Regions from separate parts of the Mus musculus genome. Here regions 1 and 3 are each linked to region 2. A link is a contact called in public promoter capture Hi-C data. All regions are on one chromosome and are shown on one strand. The core of a region is the stretch at or near the end of the contact, and the rest is flanking DNA. Distances in the headings are between cores, read along the strand shown.

What was found. Promoter capture Hi-C pulls out the DNA fragments that hold promoters and counts their contacts. Capture Hi-C pulls out chosen DNA fragments and counts their contacts.
Region 1: a promoter capture Hi-C map of liver shows a contact between it and region 2. The contact joins the promoter of Cops2 here to the promoter of Cep152 in region 2. A contact is called at or near these places in 11 of 39 promoter capture datasets (the C10 cell line, cranial neural crest, erythroid cells and 7 more), 1 of 15 datasets of contacts at CTCF or cohesin (pro-B cells), 10 of 484 Hi-C or Micro-C datasets (CD4 T cells, the G1E-ER4 cell line, embryonic stem cells and 4 more), 11 of 115 datasets of contacts at active chromatin or transcription factors (the SCID.adh cell line, bone marrow-derived macrophages, effector CD8 T cells and 5 more) and 4 of 9 other capture datasets (adipose tissue, liver, macrophages and 1 more).
Region 3: a promoter capture Hi-C map of fetal liver shows a contact between it and region 2, with 3 times the contacts expected there. The contact joins the promoter of Secisbp2l here to the promoter of Cep152 in region 2. A contact is called at or near these places in 17 of 39 promoter capture datasets (3T3-L1-derived adipocytes, the C10 cell line, the HPC-7 cell line and 10 more), 6 of 484 Hi-C or Micro-C datasets (B cells, the G1E-ER4 cell line, embryonic stem cells and 2 more), 5 of 115 datasets of contacts at active chromatin or transcription factors (the SCID.adh cell line, effector CD8 T cells, embryonic stem cells and 2 more) and 3 of 9 other capture datasets (adipose tissue, liver and pancreatic islet).

Annotation. Positions count from the first base shown.
Region 1 is chr2:125,857,728-125,860,427 of GRCm38.p6, reverse strand. Cops2 (COP9 signalosome subunit 2) reads left to right here and starts at 1,346. Exons shown (of 13, transcript NM_009939.3): 1 at 1,346-1,492. The coding sequence starts at 1,439. It also overlaps a transcript of Galk2 not described here.
Region 2 is chr2:125,623,813-125,626,512 of GRCm38.p6, reverse strand. It overlaps Cep152 (centrosomal protein 152), which reads left to right and starts at 1,400. Exons shown (of 28, transcript NM_001081091.1): 1 at 1,400-1,637.
Region 3 is chr2:125,781,465-125,784,164 of GRCm38.p6, reverse strand. It overlaps Secisbp2l (SECIS binding protein 2-like), which reads left to right and starts at 1,295. Exons shown (of 18, transcript NM_177608.3): 1 at 1,295-1,566. The coding sequence starts at 1,543.

The DNA of each region.
Region 1 (2,700 bases), core at 97-2,596, 230 kb before region 2:
TGGTTATAAGAAAGGTGATATTATTGCTAGAAAACTGTGACCAAAATGATGTTTCCTTGAATGGTTACTTCTTTAAGCCATCTGAAATTCCTTCTTCTAATATTTTCCTAAGTAACAATTAGGTGTTAGGCTAGAGGGATAGCCCAGCAATAGAACATTTACCTAACACACACAAGGCTAAGTTCTTCCCCCAGCTCAAAACATAAAAAAAGAAAAAAAAATCAATGTTAATGATATACAATGCAAAATCGTTTGAAGACTTATTTTTTAACATTCTGAATGTACAGCTATAAATTGTGTTCACAGTGTTTTCAATATAAAAATAATACAATCGTTGACCTTAACGTCTTCTGACAAGATTTTTAGAACCAAGCAATTTCTGGCTTAGAAACAAAACCAAAAGTATCCTGTTCTCCAGTGGATTCAGAGAAAAGCTGGTAATGACATCAGGTACAACTTCAGAAGTCACTGGAGCACAGCCAAGCGGGGTCTGTAAGGATTCAACCCGAAGGTGTGAATGTTAATGCTGAACTGTGCTCAACATCAGCTGTGCATGATGAAGATAAAATCAGGTAATTTTGTTTGATTTGGTTTTGTTTTTTTGTTTTTACCTTTGGTAATTTGGGCATGTTTAATTCATCTGTATAGATAACAATTGGGCCTAAATTCTAACCTATATCTACTTTATAACTTTATAGCATTTGTGTACAGAATTTGGAAGGTTTCTCCAAAAAGGGGGATTGCCTTATTTCCACATTTTTCTTCACTCTGAACTCTAATGGTTTTCTGCGACAATGCATTTTTAAAAAATCTGTCACCAACTGTTACTTTCATTTCATCCTAAAAGCAGTTAATGCACGTTTGTGATTCATTAAATAATTGAACAATTGATTAGTGCATATCCAAACCGGGATATCCACAGAACTGTTTTTGTTAACTACAAACATAACTTTACTAGACAATTGTGTTGCTGTAAATACACCACTGTAAAAACACCACTACAGGGTGTTGAAAGAAAACACATAGATAACAATGGTAGAGGCACGCTACCTTTCAGATAGGTCGGGCATGTTTCATTAGAAACAGACGGTTCCAGAGTCCCAGGCAAGGAAGGAGACAGTTCCCTCACCTAGGACGCTGGATACAGCTAGAAGGTTTTCGAAGCCCCTCAGATAGGACCCGCAACGCCCGATTTCGTAGTTGCTACGCTTAGTTGCTAAGACACAAACTGTCGCTCAGGAAGAGCCGGCTGTGCCCTCCCTTTGGGAGCCGTAGTAAATCATCTCAGGGTCGAGCGCTTTAGTTCCGGAATGAGCTTTATCTTCTCCTGGAGAGACCGGAAGACGAGGAGACTCGGGAGTGACGCTTCTGGGCCGCGGAGCACTGTGGGAGGAGGCTGTCTCTAATTTCTCCTCTCCCCCTCCCCCCTCCGGCCAAGATGTCTGACATGGAGGATGATTTCATGTGCGATGATGAGGAGGACTACGACCTGGTGAGGCGCAGGGAGCGGGCGGGGGCTGGAAGTGGGATGTGGCGGTGGTGCCAAGGCCGAGAGGCTGCAGCTCCCTCCCGGGGCTCGTCGGCCCGGTTCCGCCCTGCCCAGGGACAGGTTTCCCTCCTCGCCTGGCGTCGCGGGCCTGTGGGGCCTGGGAAGAGAGGGAGAGAGGCGGCGGGGCCGCCCTGGACGCTGGGCCCAGGGATAGCGCGGGTGACTGGCCGCGGCCGGTTCTCGGCGCCTCTCTGCCCGCCACCGAGCCTCCACGGCCCGGCGCTTAGGTCTGGGCCCTAGGGGGCCCATCTCTTCTCCACTCTGGACCTGAGCCGGTGCCAGATGCTGGAAGAGTGAAAACTGGAAGAGGGGGGTGGTCCATCCTGCTCCCAGACCTGACTGCGAAACTCGGGAGTCTCCCCCAAAACAGCCTAAGAGTCTCGCCCAGGGTCAGTTTGGGTCCCAGGTTAAGGCTCAGAGCAAGAGTAGGAGGAGTAGTTAAACGACTCGTCCCGTCCTCTAAAACATGACAAGCTCCGAAGAAAGATTTGCTTTTTGTTTGGTTGGACTGGGGAAAGGTAGGGGTTAAGGGAATTGGAACCAATGATCTTTTTCCTTGATTTAAGAAATTTCCCAGCATCCGTGTTTGAATCATCAATGGCATAAAAGTAAACAAACTTGCCTAGTTTGATTGGTGATTTCTTTTCCATTTAAGGTTTAATTGTGAATGGATTTACAGGTTTTAAACTGTACCCCATGATTTATGTTGATAGTCCAAAACGCATGCCTGTGTAAGAACTAAGAAAATTATCTTGATCCCAAAATTAGTGTCAGTTTTGTTTCTTAATTGGGAAGCAATTGTTCGGTTTTTAGAAAAATCCGATGATAGTGCAAGCTGTGGTGTACATGCTTGGAGAAGTCTGGGTCGTCTTTTTTCTTTTCTTTTCTTTTCTTTTTTTAATTTTGAGGTTTATTTATTTTATGTATATGAGTACACTGTCTTCAGGCACACCAGAAGAGGGCACCAGATCCCATTACAGATGATTGTGAGCCACATGTGGTTGCTGGGAATTGAACTCAGGACCTCTGGAAGAGCAGTCAGTGCTCTCAACCTCTGAGCCATCTCTCCAGGCCCTCTTTTCTTTTAAGTGTCACATTCTCAAAGCATTAATATTTTTATTTTGAGGTAATGGTGTAACATCTTTGTATAG
Region 2 (2,700 bases), core at 151-2,650:
TTCTCATGCACTATTGCATCGTAGACCTCAGCATGGGGCACTGGACATATCTTTCTCATTAGCCGATACTTGGATCACCTTCGACAAGTGCCATTTCCCCGAAGGCCTTTCATTAGTCTTTTCTTGACCAACATCTTCATTTGCCCATTCCTTCATTTATTCACTAATGAGTTAACACAGTTGTTTTGAGTGCCTAGCATGGGCCATGAAACATGAAGACAAATGCTCAAGTGAATACCCCCAAGACGTTCATATTGTTCTACCAGTGAAGCAGACACACGGTAACAGATCGTAGTAGAAGAGAAATCCATCTTCTCTTGGGGTCGGTATGCACCCTGTGTACAGTGGTAGGGAGATCCAGTTCCACTGAGTGACGTCATGTGTTTCGAGGGCTGAGTGGGTGAGAGGTGGGGCAATTGACTCGAAAAGCAGCCCAGGAGATGGGGTGGGAGGAGGGGAAACAGGAGCCATCCCAGAACTATTGGTAGTGCAGCCTTGTGACTTGGTTCTGTTTCTCTCACTCAAGCTCTTATTCTGTATCAGACCCCTAGCTGAGGGTCAATGTCAGCCGTACAAGGATAGGATGCAGGTGGCAGACTTAGCAAACAGCCAGATTTGGAAGAGCCTTGGACAAGTATCTTACTCCACACGGTACACAGGGGAAAGATTTAAAAAGATGTGGGCATCCAAGTCACCAAGTTCTTGGCATGCACTAGAGCCCTTCTTACCAAAGAAGCCAGAGACAGCAACTGTTCCAGAACTCAGGTCTCGAACATGCCAGGTCCAGCCACCCTCAACAAGCCAATCAAGAGACACACATTAAAATTGAACAGCCAAAGTGATATTTATCCATTGTGTTTGCGATCTCCAAGTTCGATGATATAATGGGATTTAACGACAGGCTAACATCTAAGAACATTCGCGGAAATTCGAGTTTTAGGGAGGAGGCACCTGGGAGCTCCTCCAGTTTTATCAGTAAAGAAACACAAATCTTAACCAGCCAAGTCTGAAGATGATGCCAAATTTAACAACGACCAGGGCTGGCAGTGGCACTTCAGAGAGCAAAAAGGGCCATTGGATGAAACTTAGACGTGTAAGGGGAAAAAAAGGAATGTCCTAGCTAACCTCTGGGAGGGCAAACAGTCCGCCGTATCTAAGCAACCGTAGTCCTCTAGGAGGCTTTTGTGATTGGCTCACTATTTCCCCAATGGAGGCTCCGGGAAGCTTCCCGCCGCCACTGGCGCCCTCTTCGAACAGCCGCGCTCTTGCAACTGCGGGCGACTTCTCAACCGACCTTGTGGGAGGCGGGTTTTCCGCCCCATAGCTCCGCCCAGCCGTCAGGCCCATCGAGCAGCGGCGGCGATTGGAGGAGGCGGCTGCTCGTCGAGTGGCGGGGTTCGCGGGCTAGGGTGTAACCGGGAAGGTGCTCGCGGCTGGAAGTCAGGGCAGCGGGTTGCGGGTTGCGGGAGGTGACTGCGGTCTCCCGGCCAGGCTGGCGGCTGCGGGATCGGGACCCGCGTTCGAGTCTCCTACACCGGGGCTGTGCTTGCTGGCTCCCTTCTCGATCTTCAGCCTGGGCGTCCCATCGGCAGACCTGTGCGCGCCCGTGGTTCTTGGACCCCGGGCCCAGTTCTTTGGTAAGGGCGCTGCGTGAGTACACCCAGTCGAGGGGGCTTCCTGTATTTTGGGGTTACTGTCTTCTGCTCACCTTGGTTTTCCATGCTGCTATCGGTACTACCGAGCTCAAGAGATTGTCATTGCCCCCTCCCTCCGTACTCTTTGTAGTAGGAACAGGATTTGGAAAGTGTCTAAAATAGACTGTTGCGTTCTGGCTGTTTCCACCCTGTAAGAGAAGTTAGTGTGTAAGCTAGTGCGTGCAGTTTTCTAACTCCCAGGGCAATTACATTTAGTCCATCTTGTAGTCATGCATTTTTCAGTGTGATTTAAGCTGAATTTCACTTCGTAGCTTCACAATTCTTGATTGTTTGCATGTAAATAAAGGCTGAAGTTTGAAGCCACAAGCAAAGGATATAAGCCATGCGCTCTGGAAGTGGCCAGAATGCACTTTGGATGGAGCAGGCATCTAGAGGAGGGCGGAGTCCTTATCCGGGAGTTGTAAGGTTTCCCACACCTATGATGTTTTCACCGTTTCATTACTAAAGAAACGGAAGCAGTTACGATTGCACAGCTGCCAGAGCTGAGGATCTTCAGTTCTTAATTGCTTACAGCCATATTACATCCTTTGGGATGCAAACAAACAAACAAACAAACAATTTGGAATGTAAACAAATAAAAAGAGATCTGCCTAAAGACCCTATCTACTCCGGTGGGAGTAGATAATAGTTTCAGCAGTTAAGAGATTGTCAATGCTCTTGCAAGAGGCTGTGAGTTCATTTCTTGCACCCAAATTGTATAGGTCACAACTACGTGTGACTCCGGCTCCAGGGGAATCCTAAGGCCTGTGACCCAATGGATATATTCACTCATAATGATGATGATGATGATAAATATTTTTGGAAAGGAAAATATACACTAAAGTTTGCTCACAAAACAAGTAAATATTTTTCCCTCTATGTGAGGGGGTGGAAGGGGGTGACCAAAAACTACCAGGGACAGTGCTGACAAGTATTGTCAGACAAGTATTGACAAGCTGGGTCAGAGGTGTAAGAGAAGACAGCTGTGCTTCTTGTATTCTTGTAG
Region 3 (2,700 bases), core at 46-2,545, 160 kb before region 2:
ATGACTTTTTAACTCAGGCTGGGTGTCTTGCAGCTAAAGACCACCGGTAGGGGCACAGCTCATCTCATCTTGCTGTCAGAAAGGAGGGTGAGCCGCTGTGGCTTATGTAACTGCCCTGTATAAATAGCTTTGCTTTGTGGATCAGCCTTAAATTTCTTCTGCAGCCATTGAATCCTGAGCAAGGGTTTGTAATAGACTCTAAGGAATCTGACATTACACAGCTCACACATTTTCAACACAAATGCATGTGCAACTGAAATAAAAGTGTGCATACAGTGGAAAAACAAAACCAAATGCACGAAACTCTCATGTACAGGCATAAGTGTTTCTCCATCATGTGGTTTGCAGACCAGCCTTCATATGTCCTGTAGACAAAATGCATTCATTTAAGCTGGCAGAAATACAGCTTCCACACTAACATAGCCAGGATCTTTACAGACCACTCTCTCCTTACAGACTTGGATTAACTGAAAAGGCTTTATGAACATCTCCCAAAGCGTGATGACGAAGCAGATTTCTTAGATATCCTTTTCCCTTTTCCAGACATAGATCCCCTGGCCAGTGACCCTAACAGCAGCCAACTCTACTCTCTTTCTTCACTGAAGTATATATAATTCAGCTGACCGACGTTATCAAGCCAGAACTCTTGTGGAGAGCTTGTGTGTGTTGGAGGCTGTCTAACTCCCCAGAGGGAATCTACCAGTAGGGTTTAGTTTCAAGGCAAACTCTAGTCTTTAAGGAGCTGATGACCTGGAGATTAAAAGGAACAATTCTTAACCATATGGGGAAAGCAGAGGAGAAGATAATCTCTTCTTGGGTAGTTATGCAGGTTTTGGGTAAAAATAGGGTTCGAAATGGGCAAAATCAGCCTGGAGTTGAGGCTAGATGTGAGTCTGGAACCGGGACAATAACATTAATTAATCATTATTTGTGGAGATTTTTTAACAGGGCTTCTTACCTATGGCTGCTACTCTGTGTATGCAATTTATTTGTGCAATTTTCAAAGGGCAAGATTGTTCGTTCTTTTCATTCTTTTAGAGTACTGACAGGATCACAGGACTAGTGAGCAGCTACAAGCTCTTCCAATATCCTGAGTAGGTTTTGCCTTCTGAGCAGTCTCTGAGGTCCCGGCAAAGTGAACACATGCGTCCTGAGTTCCAGGCAGCCCAACCTGCCTAGGTGGGAGTGGGAGGAGTAACCCAACCAGGCAGTGCCCCTGGCCTTGGCTGCCCGCTAGCCACCCCCCTCCCCCCGCCCCCGTCGCTCCTCGGCCATCCCCGCCCCTGCGTATCTCCATTTCCTACTGCGCCTCCGCCCTTTCGGTCCCGCTCGGCTTCCGTCCCAGATGATCCCTCCCCGGGGCGGCCGCCGCCTCCCCCGCCTTGAGCTGGAGCCGCCTCCCCAGCCAGTGGCGTAGCCGAGTCGGCGTCCGGCCGGCTGTGCGGAGTGGACCGAGCCCGGCGGGACCGAGCGGGGGGCCATGGAGAAAGCGGCCCGCGGCGCTGCGCACACCGACTAGAGCCGGCGCCTGTCGCCGGCGCCATGGACCGAGCGCCGGCCGAGCAGGTACGCAAGCGCCCGGGCTGCTCTCGGGCCTCCGGGCCGGCAGGCCGCCGAAGCTGAAAGGCCGGGGGAGGTGGACCGGCGGAGCTCAGCGGCGACAGCGTTGCCCTTGCAGCAGTCTGGAGTGTATTTCTTTTATGAAGAGACTACCGTGGTTTACCCTTGTTTTCCTGTCTAGTTACTTTGCAAATAATTATTCTTTTAAAATGGAGCAAGAGTTCAAGTTGAGTCCATATTCGTATTCGCACAGTAGTTCCATTAGTGGTCTGTTAGTGTTTTGATTGCATCGAATTCTTTCTGGAAGAGTTGGGAGGAAGGGCTAATGGCAGGGTGAAAAATAACTTAGAAGAATAGTGTCATGCTTCCTCCTCCTCCCCAGTATTTTACAGCTTCCCTGGAAACGACTTAATTTGACTGAGTGTGATTTTTGTTCGCTGTCAATTTCCCTCTACCAGGACCTTGGTCAGTTAGTCACATAGTTGAAAGGAGAACACTGGTGACTTGCCTGTTAGTTTTGCGAATAGTTAATTAACTCGAGTAAATGAGATACCATCTCCCAAGTTTCTGTTTATACATAGTTAACGACAGTTTTGGTTTTGAATCGCACACTTTTCAAGCCAAAACACAGCTTTCTAATTTTGAACACTTCGCCGTTTCTGTTGTTGATTCTTGTCGTATTGTCCATTCTATCCTAGACCTCTTATGAAAGATTTCTCCTCTCTCAGCACTTTCCACAGGACCTTACCACACAGATTTAAAAAGGAAAGCAAATCTTCCAGAGATTAGAAGTTTATTTTTATTAAAGAACACCAATTACCAAGAGAAAATTGATGTGGGACCACTTGGAAAATACACACTTCACTGTGGCCCGGAGTATTATGTTACAGTATGTAGTGAATTTATTAAAACATTGTTTTTGAGAGTAATTCTGAAAAAGGAACCTGAGATTTCCAGCCTTGACGAAGGAAAAGGAAATTTCCTTGCGCGTGTGTCTCTAATGAAAGGGTGGGATGTTTTTGTCCGTCCTGGGCACTCTGGAAGCACTAATGCATATGTATACTCACTTATGTCTCCTTTCATCTTAGAGGAAATGTAATTACCTGGTTAGATGGTAACATTTAGCATGGCACTCCTCAT